Regions from separate parts of the Mus musculus genome. Here region 2 is linked to region 1. The links are chromatin contacts, called in public promoter capture Hi-C maps. All regions are on one chromosome and are shown on one strand. Each heading gives the region's core, a stretch centred on a gene start, on an enhancer-like site or on the middle of the called end of the contact. The rest is flanking DNA. Distances are from core to core; before and after follow the strand shown. Region 1 holds the start of Rgl3 (ral guanine nucleotide dissociation stimulator-like 3). Region 2 holds the start of Cnn1 (calponin 1).

Region 1 (7,920 bases), core at 2,737-5,236:
ATTCCAACACTGTGAGGGGATACACTGTGAGGGGATACACTGCGAGCTGGGGATACAGCCCAGTGGGTAGAGTATATGCCTAGCAGGGTGGAGGCCCTGAGTTCCCTTGCACTGCATAAACCATGAATCGGTTCAAGGTCATCCTCTACTACTTAGTGATATGGTCAGCATGAGGGCCGTAGCAAGACATGGCAAAAAATAAAACAAGCTGGACCCAGGCTCCTACACAGTTGTAGCTTGGTCTTCATTCGATCCCCTAACAATTGGAGCAGGGGCTGTCTCTGACTCTGTTGCCAGCCATTGGATACCCTTCCCCTGCCTGGACTTTTTTGCTTAGTCCTGCTGGGACTAGATGTCCTGGGGTAGGGTGGTACCCAAGGGGGGCTTCTCCTCTAAGGAGAAGGGGAGGTGGTAGGGGGGGAATTTTTAAGGGCGGGACTAGGAGAAGAGGAGGGAGGGGGCTGTAATCAGGATGTAAAATGAATAAAAAATATATTATTGAGAAAAAATAAGTAAATAAATAGAACAAAATAATGGCTACAACTGTGTGTGACTCTAGTTCCAGGGGATTGGATGTCTTTTTCTGCCCTCCACTGGCTGGCACTGCAAGCACAGGGTGCACTTAAAGCAGGAAAGCCCCTCTAACACATGAAGTATAAACAAATCTTTTAAAAAACAAAGGAACAACAAAAGCTACAATAGTAGCAAAAGTTAATACCAGGTACTGTGGTGCTTGTAATCCCAGCACTGGGGATATGAAGGCAGGAAGGTCAGAAGTTCAAGGTTATCTTTGCTACATATTGAGGCCAGCCTGGGCTACATGAGGGCCTGTCTTGGAAAAGAAAACCACTTACTAATAATATGATTGGTCAGATGGGCCAGTCATTAAACCACAGAACCCATAGAAAGGTAGGAGAGAACAGATTCCAAGGGATTATACCTTCTGTGGCTTGCAAGAATCCATATGCCTGGGTCACACACACAATGACAATAAATACAAATTCAACAAAACACCAAGACATTTGGCCAGCCCTTACTGCTTACTGATTTTGTTAGATGTCCTTCCCAGGAGGGTGGGAACCCAAGTCCACTGTTTCGAGGCCAGAGCTAGTGGTTCAACATTTGTTAAGTGGAGACTCCACGAGGCAGGTACATGATCACTCCCACTTAAGGGAGCTGGTCTCAGAGAGGGGAAGAGACCTAACAGAGGCCACATAACGGTAGGCCTGGGATTTGAACCCAGGTTACTGTTCTAGGCTGGGTAAGCACTCAGCCACTAAGTGACATCCCAAATCAGAGGACAGAGGATCTCTGCATGCAGGAGGACACTAGGCAACTGCTAAATGTGTGATCAGGTGGAGAAAACAAGGTTATTTAGTTTAAAATTAAAGGCCTTGCCCACGCGGCTAGAGAAATAGCTCAGTGGTTACATGTTTGCCCATGAAAGTGTGAGGACCTGAGTTCAGATCCTCAGCACCCAGGAACAGTTGACTGCAAGCCAAACCCTGGGCAAGAGGCCCTTGGGGCTCAATAGCCAGGCAGTCTAGCCAAATGGGTGAGTTCCGGGTTCAAGAAGAAACCTTGTCTCCAATCCTAAGAGACAGCAATAGAGGAAGACACCTAGTATTGTCTCTGCCTTCCACATTCATGTGCACACATGTGCATGTACACCCACACACATGAACACATGCATAGACCACAGGAAGGAAGGAAGGAAGGAAGGAAGGAAGGAAGGAAGGAAGGAAGGAAGGAAGGAAGGAAGGAGAAGGAAGGAGGGAGGGAGGGAGGAAGGGAGGAAGGGAGGGAGAGAGGGAGGGAGGGAGGGAGGGAGGGAGGGAGGGAGGGAGGGAGGGAGGGAAGAGAGTTTTGTCCAAGAGCTGGGGGGTGTGGCTCAGGGGTATAACGTTTGCACAAAAGTCTGAGTTTATTCCCAAGCACCAAAATAAATAAATAAAATGTATTCGGGGTCTGTCATTTGGAGCTGGGCAGGTGGTATTCTCTCAGAATGTCACCTGAATTGACTGTCCCTTACCTGACCAAGCCAGTCGCTTTTCCTCCTCTGTCTGCTCTCCCTTAGCCTCCTTCAAGAAATCTTCTAGAAGTTTCTCTGCTTCCCTGGCTTCTGCCCCTCCTGGGGCTGCCCAGCCCAAAAAGATTCGGACATTGCCTAGGTTCTGATGATCAGGGGGATCCCGGAAGTCCTGAGGATGATTTCGCAGCCAAGAACCCAGCACCGAAACTACAGCCCTGAACAGAGGGGTGTGTGGCTCAAAATTGAGTCCAAGGATCTAAACGTTCCCAACCTTGCAGTCGTCAGACCCGACCTTGAGATCCCTCCCCCACGCTCCCTTGGGTCGAGGGTGTGGACGGGAATGGAAACCGACCTCAGGTTCTTGCTGAAGTTCAGATCTTGTCCCTCTGTCCTCTTGCTGTCTACCCTGGGAAGAAAGCCTCTATCAGATGGGAACAGAGCTATAGGGCGTTAGGACCTCGGTTCTAAATTTGAGGTGTATGTGTGTGTGCGCAGGTAGATGGGGTTCTGGGGATGGGGACATGCGGGTCTCCTGAAAATGACTGACCCAGCAGGAGGTGGTGGCGGCGGCGGTGGCGGGGGTAGCAGAAAACCCAAAACGCGGGCTGTGGGTACAAAGGCCCGGTGGGTGGCCAGGAAGGCAGGCACGAAGCCAGGATCCTGCTCGCGGTCTCCGGACACCAACTCATGCACCAGCCGCTCCAGTCGGGCGGCCCTCAGCGCCCGCACCTTGCTGGTTCGGTAATGAAGGAAGGTGTCGGTAGCCGGGATGGGGGTCTGCGGGGGAGTGGGGCAGTGAATGAAATAAGGTGAGGAGCGTTCCAAGCACCTTGTTTCCAATTATACCCATCTCTGGCACTTTTTTTGGGGGGGTGTGACTGTGTCCTTTTCTGAAACTCCGAGACTCCCTAAATATACACCAATCATGCAATGCTCACATCAACCCCGCAGGACACCCCACTACTCTAGCACTTCCCTCTGTGCCCTCCTCACCCCGCCACCCCAGGCTTCAGGCAGTTTTGCAGCCAAGCTTCACTGGCCAAGCCTGAGTCCCACCCATCACCACCTGGCCGCTCCTCCGTTCTGCTTTCCTGCACCCTGCCGGTCAGTTTCGCCTTTGGGGGGAGCGCTATCACCTGGCCCCACCCCGTTTCCTGGATTCAAACCAAGTCACCTGGCCGCCCCCAGGCCCTTTCCACACACCTGGTCGCCTCTTAGCTCCGCCCTTCCTCCTGGCCCCGTAGTTCTAGGGAGGCTCACCCTCAGCTCTCCAGCTTCCCCCTCTCCTCCCAACTCCCAGGCCCCTGAGCTGAGTCCGCCCTCACTTGCTCGCCTCAGTCCCTTCCTCACCTGGCCTTCTCCAGACCTCTCTGGGGTCGAGCGCTGGCTGCGCTGCCGCCGCAGGGAGACGCTGTACACGGCGCCATCCTCGGTCTCCTCGCCCCAGTCCTGCAGCGGCGCCTGGATGTGGAGGCGGGCTCAGGGAAGTCCCTCCGGCTTCAGCCCCCTGCCTTTATGTTTGGCCCACTTTCCCGAACAGAGTATTCAAGACTCGGGGTGGGATCCCAGGTCTTCGCCACGGATACCCTTCTCCCAGGTCTTGAGTGGATGGAGTATCATTTGGGGATATCCCAGAGTCCAATGTCACAAAGAATCTGTCACCTCCTCCTGAGATTCCTCAGACCCCCGTCCCCATCCCCCAAACTAGCCGCTTCACGGGGTCAGGAACTCTGAATCCCCAAATGGGGACTCCAAGGCACATCCATTTTGCAGAAAGATTAGAAAACGAGGGGCGGTCGCCTGGAGTTTCTGAATCTGGGGGTACACTAGGGACGTGGGGTCCGAGGATCCCCAGCTTCCTCTTACCAGGGCCAGCTCTTTGCCCGCTGTCCTCTCCATGGCCCCGGTGCCCGTCCTGCTCCCTGGCGCCGCTGAGTGAAGCGGAAGGGCCAGCGGGCAGTGGGGCGGGGCAGCCGAGCGTCCAGTCGTGGGGCGGGGCTGGGCAAGGCGGTCCCACAATTCCAGAGGTCCCCAGCCGGACCCCATCCCCGCACCCAGGCTAGCCTAGAAGTCCCGTTCCTTCCCAGAAGTGCGGGTCAATCTGTCACTCAGACATATGGGTGCAGGGGACACGACAACAGGTCTGTGTCCCTGGGAGGGAAGTGCTTTATACTAGGTTGGGGTTGATCAATCCCAGGTGTCGAGGGTGTCTCCTATGTCTGGAGGAGAAGGAGGGCACACTGAATCTGTACCATAGGTGATGGAAGCCATGCCATCTCAGGCTAGAAGCCGCGAAGTGTCTGTGGCCCTGCATTTTGTGGGGGCAGCCTTTTGGGGGCGGTGCAGGGTCAAAAAGAGGTGAATACCCAGGGGGTTGTTCAGTGACCTTTATTGCGCGATTCCGAGGCGGGCACCAACCCGCCTCGAGAGATTTACTGTGGGAACTTCTGGCTCGGCCTTTTCTCTCCTCCGGGCGCTGCTGGCCTGCGGTGCTCCCTGCTTGAGCTTCCTCCAAGCCCTTGAAGGAGCCTCCGGGGCTCCCAGACACACACCACCCGTAGGTGGACCCAGAGGGTCGGAGGGCTCCCTAGAGTCCCGGAGGCATCCGATAGGACTTGACTGCGAGTCTAAGATCTGCGCAACCTATTGCGCTTCTTGCTGCGGGCTTCGATTAACTTCTGGGAACGGAGCTTGAAGGCAGCGCGGGTCACCACATCACGGTCATCATCCTCACTCTCCTCTTCATCTACAGAGAGAGGCAGGGGTGGGTGATGGGGAGGGTGAGGGACCGTTTCTTTTTCCCTTCCCAGCCTTCGCCACACCATGCACCTCCTCCTTGGCCTTGACTTAAGGCCACCTCGCGCCCCTCCCATTCATCCCCCTTTGGCCCACACTGACCAAAGAACTTGTCCTTGACACTGGCGACGGGCAGAAGGATGCGGGTGTTGTATAGGGGCAGCTTTCCTTCTAGCGTGGCCAGGAACTGCGGGGGGGGGGGGTAGGGGGAGGCCGGAGAGAGATGTGGGATGGCAGTGAGGCTCTGTTCCACCTCCGTGCACCTTACATTGAGTTTCTACCGGATTCTAGGTGGAGATCACTGCCCACCCTTCGCTGCCTGGTTTCGGAGGCCCTGCCACCTGAGATCCACCCAGTCCAGGCTTCGCTACTCTGGTTATGAAGCTCACGCCCATTCAGCACCTGTTTCCTATGTCAGTCTGCTCTCTGATTTTCGACCCTCCCTCCCCCACCCCCACCCCCACCCCCTGCCTTGGTCCCCACTGGCCGCGGAGGATGTGTGTGAACCTCTCGGTCTGCTATGTGTCGCAGCAACTCAGGCACGTCCTGGCTCTCCAGTTGGTCCTGCAGTTTCAGCAGCTTTTCCTGGACAACTACCAGCAGATTGTAAGCGTAGTCCTCTGAGTCCCGGTCTAACTTCTTTCCTGCCAATACCGTATCATCCTGTGGTGGGGACGGGCCAAGTTAGCTGAGAGATACCGTGCACCTAGGTGGGGACACGATTCACCCAACAAGTGGGCTTTCATAGCTTTGAGGTGCGTGTCTACCACTACTGGGCAGGGCCTCTAAAATGAAAACCTAGCCTTGAGGGTGGAATCTTTGAATCTGAGCTACATGGAGGTCTCTTTGAGATTAATGACACGACCTAGGCCAGTGTGAGGGTGGTTTTCTGAAGAAATGGAGCTCTTGTGGACAAAGTGGGACCTTCTTCACCCAGGGCCGCACCGCCCCATAGACATGGGACACCTGAGTTGGGCTGATGGTTGCCCATTAGAGTCAGAGTTTGAGACTGAGCAAAAGAGGACTTCCCCCGGAATGTAGGACCAAGACAGCGATGCATGGTGTGGAACTTTGCATTCTGGGCAGGAGACAGGGCTGGGAGCCTATGGCTTGTGTGGCATCTTTATGCCAACTGCGCTGACGCTCTGGGAGGACATGGGCAGGGCTGCCAGGCATGGATTAGGGCTTTCAATGTGGAAGAGGTTCTGCAGTGGGGCCTCCCAGGGACAGTGTCCATTGGGGTGGAGCTCCTTGGGGTGGGGCCTCCCCGGGGCGGAGCATCAATGGGGGTTATTTAAAAGGGCGGGGCCTACCAGTTTTACGTGACTCAGTTTGTTGGCCAAATGCTCCAAGCAATCTTTGACCAACTGGAGGATTCGCGAGGTGTGCTCCAGTCTCTCGTGGACATCATTGTGACGCTGCTCCTCCTTCTTGAATGTCTTTTGCATCTCTTCGTGGAGCCTCCGCTGGCTGCCGGGAGCCAGGAGGTTCAGCAGCTGCCAATGGCTGACTCCAGCGTCCCCGTAGCCTCCCCTCAGCCACCGAAGCCTCACCTCACCAGCGTAGCATCCCCCGAGTACTTGAGGTTCTCCAGCTCCCTCTGGAGCCGCTGCTTCTCCTCCTTCAACTTCGCCAACGCCAGTTCATTGTCCTTCTTGAGATTCTCCAACTGTGTGAAGGTCTCATCCTGGGCCAGGAACCTGCGCACTACCGCCTGCGGACCACACATCCCTGGTCAGAGCCTGGAACAAGGGAGGCCCCGAGGACACTATGGTCCTCTCTCTGTCACACAACAATGTATGAGGATAGTGTGGGTCAGTCTCCCGACTACTCCAAGGCTGCACTTTGCCCCATGCCCTTTCCCACCTATATTTGAGTCAGCTAAAATCTGCATGCGGAAGGCAGCACAGCAGTGAATATTCTCTATTCAAAAATGACTGTGCCAGCAAGTTCAGATCGGGCAAAGACATTGTGTCTCTAGAGCTCCATCAGCCCTCCCAGCCGTTTGCATATGCATGTGCCAAGGTGCACATGTGGATTTCAGAAAGCGCTCACTTTCCAGCTTGGGGCCCAGGGATGGCACTCAGGTTGCCAGGCTTGGGCAATCATGTTTACCCATCAAGCCATCTCACCGGCTCTAGACCCATTTCTGCAAAGGGACCTTGGACAGCTGATCACAAAGGTCAGAGTCCTGGCCCTCCTGGTGATTAACCCCTTTGAGGAGCAGCAGAGAACCTAAACTGGAGAAACTGACTGGGGTGGGTTGGGGGCAGGGGGTGTGTGCTGTTCTGAAGCAGGACAGGCACCAGAGACACACAAGGTCTTGGAAAGCAAAGCCGCTCTTACCAAAAGTAGGGCACAGAACAGGCCCTGATTCCACCATGGTCTGAGAAACAGAACCTGACAAATAAAACACCCAGGACTGACATACCAAAGAAGTCAGCTCAGGGGAGGAGTGGAAGTAAGCGAGGGCTAATGTGGACAGCTCTACGGGAGCTGGAGCTGGAACAGACAGGAGAGGACACCTTTAAGCAGAGAGGAGCCTTTGCTTGCCTGGTGCAAGCCCGAGGCACTCACATGCGATTCAGCTACTCCAGTGGCATCCTTGACCTTGCCAAACATCACTTCCATCTGGTACATGCTCCAGCGCTGCCTCAGCTCCTCCTCCCTGTGGCGCTGGTGGTCCTGTATTGTATCTTCTGACTGCAGCAATACGTGGTCTCGGTGGGTCTGCTTTGAGGGTGGGGGACAGTCAAGGGCACCGTCAAAATCAGCTCTAGATAAGGCCTTGGGGCAGAGGCCAGGAGAGGAGCTCGCTTAGCTTAGATGGTGGGGAACAGGACAAAGGCTTGGGACTAGATACAGGCGTCCAGGTAGGAGTCAGATAGGTGGTTTCAGAACCAGGGTAAGAAGGCAGGATGGTAGAAGGGAGTAGTCTCCGGAGGGGATGGGCTAGACCCCCCACTCAGATGTAGAACAAAAGGGCCTAAATTAAATGGGAAGGATGAGTATAGGGTCAGATAGTCCAGGGCAGATCTGGAGGCCACGGCCTATCCCAGGAAAGAGGCTGAGGTGAGATTGTGAGAGGAATC
Region 2 (7,920 bases), core at 1,645-4,144, 110 kb after region 1:
TTAGGGCTGTTGGGAGGCACGGGTTGCTACGTTATTTGATGCTTAGCCCAATGGGTCTGTCTGTCTGTCTCTCACTCTCTTGCTATCTTTGTCTCTGTTTCTGTCTCTGTCTCTCCTTTCCCACTCCCTCTCTCCTTCTCTTCCTCCTGTCCAGACTCTCACTGTGTAGCCCTGTCAGGCCTGTGTGTGTGTGTGTGTGTGTGTGTGTGTGTGTGTGTGTGTGTACTCACAAATTATATATATATACATATATACATACAAAGATATATATATATATATATATACATATACTATATATATATAGAGAGAGAGAGAGAGCCCATGATAACAGCATTGATAATAGCATTGGTTGTAGAGGTGCAGTGAGTATCGAGCAGGCTATATGGTCACAGATTAGACAATGCATGCCTGTAATCCCAGCTACATAGAAGGTAGAGAGAGGCAGATTCTAGTTCAAGTCCAGCCTGGGAATTTAGTGAGACCGTGTCTCAAACAAGGTTTTCTTTTTTCTGTGTCTATGTTTGTGTGTGCAGTGCCCTTAAAGGCCAGGCCAGTGTATCAGATCCCCTGAATCTGGAGTTACAAGAGATTGTGAGCCACCGGATACGGGAGCCAGGAACTGAGTTCAGGCCCTCTGCAAGAACAGTGTGCTCTTAGCCACGGAGCCAGCTCCCCAGCCTGAGAAGTTTTGTGTGTTTGTTTGTTTAATATTCTATATGGTGTGAAAGCAGACATGGGGCCAACTGGGGAGAGAAAGACAATCTAATATAAAAAGGGGGAGCAGGGAGGAGGAGTGGTGGGGGACTGGTTGACAGCGTGCCTGGGTGTGGTTGTCCATGATGGACATGTCAGGGCTGGGAGTTGAGGAAGGAGAATCAGGAGTTCAAGGTCATCATTGGCTAGATTGCAAGTTTGATATCAGCCTGAGCCACATTAGACATTGTCTCACTCACCACCTAGAAATGTTAGAATAAACACTTGTATTTCACTCTGTGTGTGTGTGTGTGTGTGTGTGTGTGTATGTGTGTGTGTGTGTATGTGTGTTCATACATATGTGGAGGTCAGGGAACAACTTTCAGATTTCTCCTTCCATCATGGAGGTCCCAGAAATCAAACTCAGGTAGTCAGGCTTGGTGGCAAGTTCCTTCACCTGCCAGGCCACCTCATCAGCCCTTCTGTTCACTGATCTGTTCAGCATCTGGAAGCATCTTCAGTCTACACTGTTTGCTTGCAGTGGACAGTGAGTTATACTTGAAGATTGTCACATGCTGGGTAAGGGCTTGTCACTGAGGCTTGTCCACTGACATGTGTCCCCAACCCATACCAAAAACCAAACTTATTATTATTTATTATTGTTGAGACAGGGTCTTGCCATGCAACTTTGGCTTGTCTGGAACTCCCTGTGATCTGCCTGCCTCTGCCTCCTGAGTGCTGGGATTAATGGTGTGGCCCTCCATGCCTTGCCAGATGTGCCCTTTATATATGGCCAACAAATTGCAGGTTCTAAAGTGCCATTAATGCATAGAAGACTGATGTCATGTCCTTGACATGATGTGGGTGGAGCATCCAACTCCATGGTCCAGATGAGAGCTGTCTAGATCTGTACTTACAGACCAGCCTGATTTGGATAGAGATAGGGGCGTGTTCGTGGCCCAAGACCTGTTAACCTGGCCCCAGGGGCTCAGGTGGCCAGTGAATGGATATTGGAACCAGATCCAGGATATTTCCTTGTTTGTTTTTTCATTTCAAATAGCCCAGACTGGTCTTGAACTCATGTAGCTAAGGATGACCTTGTACTTCTGAGCATCCTGCCTATTCCTCCTGGGTGCTGGGATTACACACACAAATTACCAGGCTTGGTTTATGTGGTCCTGGGGATTGAGCCTAGGGTTTGTGGATGGAAATGCTCTACTAACAAATCTATGTCCTAGCCTCACCCTTTAAAAATGTCTCATTACATGTGTGTGTGTGTGTGTGTGTGTGTGTGTGCGTGCATGTGTGGCTTGTTCTCTCATTCTATTGAGTCCCGGAGTTCAAACTCTAGACATCAAACTTGTTGGTAAACACCTTACCATTTTAAACTAATGTGTGTGTGTGTGTGTGTGTGTGTGTGTGTGTGTGTGTGTGTGTGAGAGAGAGAGAGAGAGAGAGAGAGAGAGAGAGAGTCAGTCTCAAGGCCAGGCTGTGCTGGAATTCTGTGTAGCCCAGGCTGGCCCCAAACTCTCAGGCATCCTTTTGCTTCAGGTTCTCAAGTGCTAGGATTGCAGGCACGGGTCATCTACGAGCTTAGATCTAGGTTCTTTGCTGTTCCAATTCCTTATGAGTGACTGGAGAGGACAGAACTGGGTACTAGATTCTTCAAAGAAATAAAGCTTTGCTGAAGTTCTCCTTTGTGCCAGCTTTCATACTGGGCACCCTGGAGGTGACATTTCCTCCCTGCCCTTTACTGCACCCTTGTGAGGCAAGCACAGTTGTTAGCCCCTCTAGAGATTTGGCAATAGGGTCCCATAGAGGGGAAGGCTCTGTGTAGAGGGTTGGTGAATGGAGGTCTGTCAGATCATCTTGCTATGCTAGGGGCTTGGGTGGGGGTGCAGCGGTTCTGTCTTGGGACTGAAGAAGGAGATCAATGACCTCTGAGATAAGGAGTCTCAGAGACGGGACAGTTGGCATGGGGAGAAGGGTGGAAAAGGGGTGGGCTGTATGAGAACCCCTCTCCCAGAATAAGGCATTCAGCCCCCTAGGTGGAAACAATGACACAGTCAGCTCCCAATACCAAGGCTCTGACATCAGGAGGTGGGGGTGGCCAGAGTATGTGTGGGGTGCCACGCCTCTTGGCAGCCCCCGTGGCCAATGGGACAGGCTTGGAAGAGCCCAGGGCTGGCTTCTGGAGCTTCAAAAACGTGTGAGGAGGGAAGAGGGTGCAGACGGAGGCTCGGCTGCCTGTTGCGCTTGTCTGTGTCATCTGCACCTCTGCTTTGCCAGAGCCCCCTGGCCAGCATGTCTTCTGCACATTTTAACCGAGGTCCTGCCTACGGCTTGTCTGCTGAAGTAAAGAACAAGGTAAGGCTGGAAGGACTGACAAACACCCCGCCGGGACAGAGCCCTGTTCCCCAAAATCCCTCCTACCTGTGTCACGTGTCCTAAGACCTGAGAAGTTAACGGTAGGGGCTGTTTTTCTGTCCTTTCAACACCCCAGAGCCCTCAGTTGCTTCAGGGGTGAAGTGAGGGGACCCCATGATCTATACATAGAAATAATCAGAGTGCTGCAAAGCTTCCGCACCTGCTCAGACTCCTTGGTCAATCTTCTTGTTCCTGGGAGGGATGTAAGGAGAAGGGACAGATCCCTAGCTTTAAAAAAAAAAACCAAAAAACAAAACAAAACTCTGCCGGTCTGCAGAGCTAAAAGATATTGAGAGATAGCATCTTCCTGTCATGGATGGGTAAACTGAGGCTTAGAAAGGAGAAACAAGGATCTAGGGCGCCAGGTAAGGCAAGTGCAAAGCTTTAAACCGTCTCCACAACTAGGTGGGCAAGCCTCTCAGGACAGGGGACTGCACGGAGGGAGAGAGACAGTCCCATTTGACAGAAGGGAACACTGAGGCACTTTCTTTCCAGGGCGAGGAGCAGGGATTGGGACCTGGATCCGGTTAGGGTATCCTAGGGGCTGGAGTTCAGGGAGTGTGGGGGCGGGTGCTCTGCCAGAGACTGATGGCAGCGCCGCCCCCTCCCCCCAGCGCCGGCCCCAGAGTCGCAGAGGAGCCGCCGCGCCTTATAAGGCGGCCTTGGGCAGCCCGGGCCCGCGCTATATAAGGGCCGGTTTGCTTTATAAAGCCGGGCTGGTGAGGAGGGGGGCAGCAGGGCTGGGGCCAGGTAAGGGGCTGCATCCCTCCTCTCCCCATGCAGAAGTGAAGCATCCCTCTATCTCACCGCCACCAGGGTCTGGGAGGCTAGCATGCAGAAGGATTGCAGAAAGGACTTGAAGCAGTCTTGGAGACTGGAGACAGGAGACAGGAGAGCAAGCCAGGAGGGAGATAAGAGCTAAGAGGTTGAGAAAGAGTGTGCAGAATCCCACCCCTACCCGGGAAGATGGGATAAGAGCTGAAGCTAAAAAAAAAAAAAAGCCATGGGTCCCACAGTTCTTCAGACATGGGACCCTCAAGACTGAGTGAAAGATAATATAGAGAGTTGGAAAACAACGAGAGACCAAGTGGGACTGAGGACAGACCTAAAGAAACATAGACAGTCAAGGGTTTGGAGGGTGACAAGATGCTCTCATTTCTAACTAGAGATTGTATGCACAATGACCTGGGAGAACATGGAGGGATTGAGCAACGCGGTGGGGAGGGGGGGGCTTCTTCTTAGGGTTCCTCCCCACCCCCAGTGTAAGGCATTTCCCCTTCCAACAGGAGAGTGGGGAGGGCTGGGTCAGGGGAAGCTAAGACCCAAGTTTGGCTTGGAGGGGAAACCAAGGAGCCAAGCGCCGCCTCACCCCCACCCCCCAGCTTCAAGGATCTGGCTTTCCAGCCCCCTCTTGTCTATTCATTGGTGCCAAACCTCAGAATGCCCGGAATGGCCCCCTGGGCAGGTGCCACCTCAACCCTGGCCCTCAGCCTCCCCCCAACACCCCTCCCCTACTGTGGACACTAAGACAGGATTGCCTTAGTTGGGATGAGGTAGGAGATCCGACCTATCCGGGCAGGGCTGGCCAGGCTCGGGGAAAGCCAGAGCCACTCTATTGCCTGGGTCCTCATCACCTGCTCTGTGTGCCTGTCTCCTCCTCAGCTGGCCCAGAAATACGACCATCAGCGGGAGCAGGAGCTGAGAGAGTGGATTGAGGGGGTGACAGGCCGGCGCATCGGGAACAACTTCATGGATGGCCTCAAAGACGGGATCATTCTTTGCGAGTGAGTGATGTTCTTAGGGTGCAGGACCTGCCCCCTAGCCCAGCAGCCCCTCTCCAGAAAACCCCTCAGCATCCCCTGGTGACCCCCAGCCTGGAGCTGGAGTTACACACTGATATTTGATGCCACCCCCATTCCTTGAAAGGCCAAAGAGACTCTTCCCGTGCCTGCATCACAGGCAGAGATGACAAGAGTCAGTCAGGTAACCCCAGAGCCCTCAGGTGTTGCAAGGGCATTATTCAGCGAGCACACTCTACAGAGCAGGCCTGCCTGTGGATTCCAGCATCATAGCTAAATGGCAGTGGGCAACAGTGGCTGTTTATCACCAGCTTAAATGACATGAGGGTGGAGTCATAGGAATTTATGTAGACCATGGCTTCCCACTCTCCTCATCGCTGGGGAAGATGGAAATCCTTACTGTGGCCTGGCATACGCCTGTGCCCCCATTGCTGGCAAAGCTGAGGTAGGGTTCAGAATTCTATGTCAGCCTAGGCTGCATAATAAGAACATGTCTTCTAAAACGAGGAAGGCTGGGGTGGGGAGGGTGGAGCGCTCCCCCAGCATGCAGGAGGCACTGCGTTCATCTGGCACAGTATAAAGCCAGGTATGGTGGTGTAGGCCTGTAACCCCAGACACATTAGAGGTGGAGGTATCAGAAAGTCGATGTCACCGGTGTCTCCACACTGAGTTTGGGACCATAGGCTACAGGAAAGCCTGCTTTGCAAAACAAAACAAAACAAAACAAAACAAAACAAAACAAAACAACATAACACCAACACTAGGCCCAGGGAGATGGCTCAGTCAGGAAGGCCTCGCTGTGTAGGTCTGAGGACTTGGTTGCTAAAACAGAAGGCAGGCTGGAGAGATGGCTTAGCGATGGATAGCACTTGTTCTATGATCAGAAGAACAGAGTTGGGGCCCGAACATCCATATAGCGAGTGAAACATCCCTGCAAATGCTGGCAACCCTGGCTCGGAGGGTTAGGAAGACACGAAGAACATTGAGGCTTGATGGCTTCCAACCCAGTTGAGGAAAAGTGAGCCCCAGGTTCAGAGAGAGACCCTGCCTCAAAAGCATGAGCAGAGAGCAATAGAGGAGGACACCCAGTGTCATTCTGTGGCCTCTACACACGTGAGCAGAGGTACACACAATGTACACGCACACACGCATACACATTTTTATCATATGTGTTTACTTGTTTGCTAGGGCTCACACATATATGTGTTGTAGCATGAGTGTGGAGGCTGGAGAATAGCTCCCAGATTCAGATCTCCCCTTGTGCTATGTGGGTCCTGGGGGTCAGACACAGGTGTTCAGGCTTGGCGGCAAGCAAGCAGAGCCCAGGGGTTCATTGTCTGTCCAGTCTAGCCTATTTGGTAAGCTCCAGGCCTTGTCTCAAAAAAACAAGGTAGAGGCTAGAGAGACCTCTCACTGGGTACAGGCGCTGCTGTGCAGGCCTGGCAGTCTGAGCTCCATTGCTGACCCATGGAAAGATGGAGGAGAGGGAGGGCAGAATCCACACAGCTGTCCTCTGACTTCTACTTAGGCACTCCATCTCATACGCCTCCCCCCAACACCAAGGTGAATGGTACCTGAGGGGTCACAGGGGAGACTGGCCTCTGACCTCTACACACATATGCTGCACACATGCAAACATGCACACATAAGCACATAGCAATAGTAAAAGAGACTCTTGCCAGTCCTAGCACCTGGTACAAGTTCTTCTTTGTTCATGTATTTGTGAGTGTGAAATGGGGTGCACATATTGTGTATGTGCATATAGAGGTCAGAGGGCAAACTGTGGGAGTTGGTTCTCTCCTCTTACCCAGGATTTGAGCTCAAGTCATCAGGCTGGGTAGCAAATGGACTGACCCGCTGAGCCACCTTGCTTGCCCTCTTCTATGTAAAACAAAACAACCAAAGCCACTTTTGCTTATACATGTGGGTGTTTGGCAGCATGTACGTCTTCCCCCGGACGATCAGCCAGTGCTCTTTACCACTGAGCCATCCTTCTAGCTCCCTCTTTCATTTTGTGGTAGACAGGGTTTCTTGTAGCAGAGGCTGGTCTTAAAATCCTCATCCTGCTGCCTCCACCTTCTGGATGCTGAGGTTTCAGGCTAGCATGACCACACCTAGACATCCCACTTCCCCCTAACACTGGGCAAGGTCCTGAGCCCAGCGGGCCTGTCTGCTTCTGAGTCTGACACCATGAGTTACAGCTCACCCTGGGAAAACTCCTCAAAGGTGTAGCACATACAGCTCAGCTTCCCCAAGGCCCAGATGCTCAGAGGTGGGGCTGTCTACCTTGTTCCACTCCTATCTACCAGAAACAAGGATCCCGGACATGCTGGAGTCCTGACTTACAGAGAGCTGGCTCAGGCTTGAGCAGAGAGCCAGGATTGAGGTCCTACAGTGTAGGACATAGGCCTAAGCAAGGCTGCCTGAATCCCATCCCCCACACTTATACAGCTAGTGGGACAACCAGTCATTTCCTTAGTCAGTCATGTACTAAGCACGTATAGAGCTTCTGGTATATGCAGGCCTTTGCTCTAGGCATGTGCACAGTGAACCAGACTCCGTGTGGACCCTACAGAGGGAGCTTTGGTACTGTAAGTGGGCAAAATCTTGGTGACTCCATACCCAGCAATAGTGTCACAAGGGTAAGAAAAGATTATCAACCAACCAACCACATAATCACACTCATGCCCATAGCAAGAGAGCACAACGAAGACCACTCAACGGACTGACGATTGGCTCAGTGGGTCCAGGCACTTGCCACCAACACTGCTGGCCTGAGTTCAATTCCCAGGACCCACATGTTGGAAGGAAAGGACAGACTCCTAAAAGTGGCCCATCGATTTTCACACACGTGTGGCTGACATGAGGATTTCCTGACTGGCAACTGGGTCTAGCTACCCATAGTTGCGTCCACCATAAGCACGTGCTAGGTACAAAAGTATCCCCTTCCAGCTGTGGACTCTTCCACCCAGCCTGGATCCTGAAGCAACTGGGACTCAGC

The links. Promoter capture Hi-C pulls out the DNA fragments that hold promoters and counts their contacts.
Region 2: a contact with region 1 is called in a promoter capture Hi-C map of embryonic stem cells, with 2.5 times the contacts expected there. The contact joins the promoter of Cnn1 here to the promoter of Rgl3 in region 1. A contact is called at or near these places in 7 of 39 promoter capture datasets (the HPC-7 cell line, HPC-7-derived erythroid cells, cranial neural crest and 3 more), 1 of 484 Hi-C or Micro-C datasets (natural killer cells), 17 of 115 datasets of contacts at active chromatin or transcription factors (the NIH/3T3 cell line, the SCID.adh cell line, bone marrow-derived macrophages and 8 more) and 3 of 9 other capture datasets (adipose tissue, liver and pancreatic islet).

Annotation. Positions count from the first base shown.
Region 1 is chr9:21,985,467-21,993,386 of GRCm38.p6, forward strand. It overlaps Rgl3 (ral guanine nucleotide dissociation stimulator-like 3), which reads right to left and starts at 3,987. Exons shown (of 19, transcript NM_023622.4): 1 at 3,899-3,987; 2 at 3,383-3,493; 3 at 2,580-2,809; 4 at 2,385-2,438; 5 at 2,033-2,247. The coding sequence starts at 3,931. It overlaps Ccdc151 (coiled-coil domain containing 151), which reads right to left. Exons shown (of 13, transcript NM_029939.3): 8 at 7,406-7,558; 9 at 6,382-6,542; 10 at 6,142-6,298; 11 at 5,336-5,491; 12 at 4,931-5,015; 13 at 4,405-4,778. The coding sequence ends at 4,660. Gm36414 (a long non-coding RNA gene) reads left to right here and starts at 4,030. Exons shown (of 2, transcript XR_379185.4): 1 at 4,030-4,173; 2 at 5,120-5,242.
Region 2 is chr9:22,096,359-22,104,278 of GRCm38.p6, forward strand. Cnn1 (calponin 1) reads left to right here and starts at 2,895. Exons shown (of 7, transcript NM_009922.4): 1 at 2,895-3,060; 2 at 4,783-4,904. The coding sequence starts at 2,998.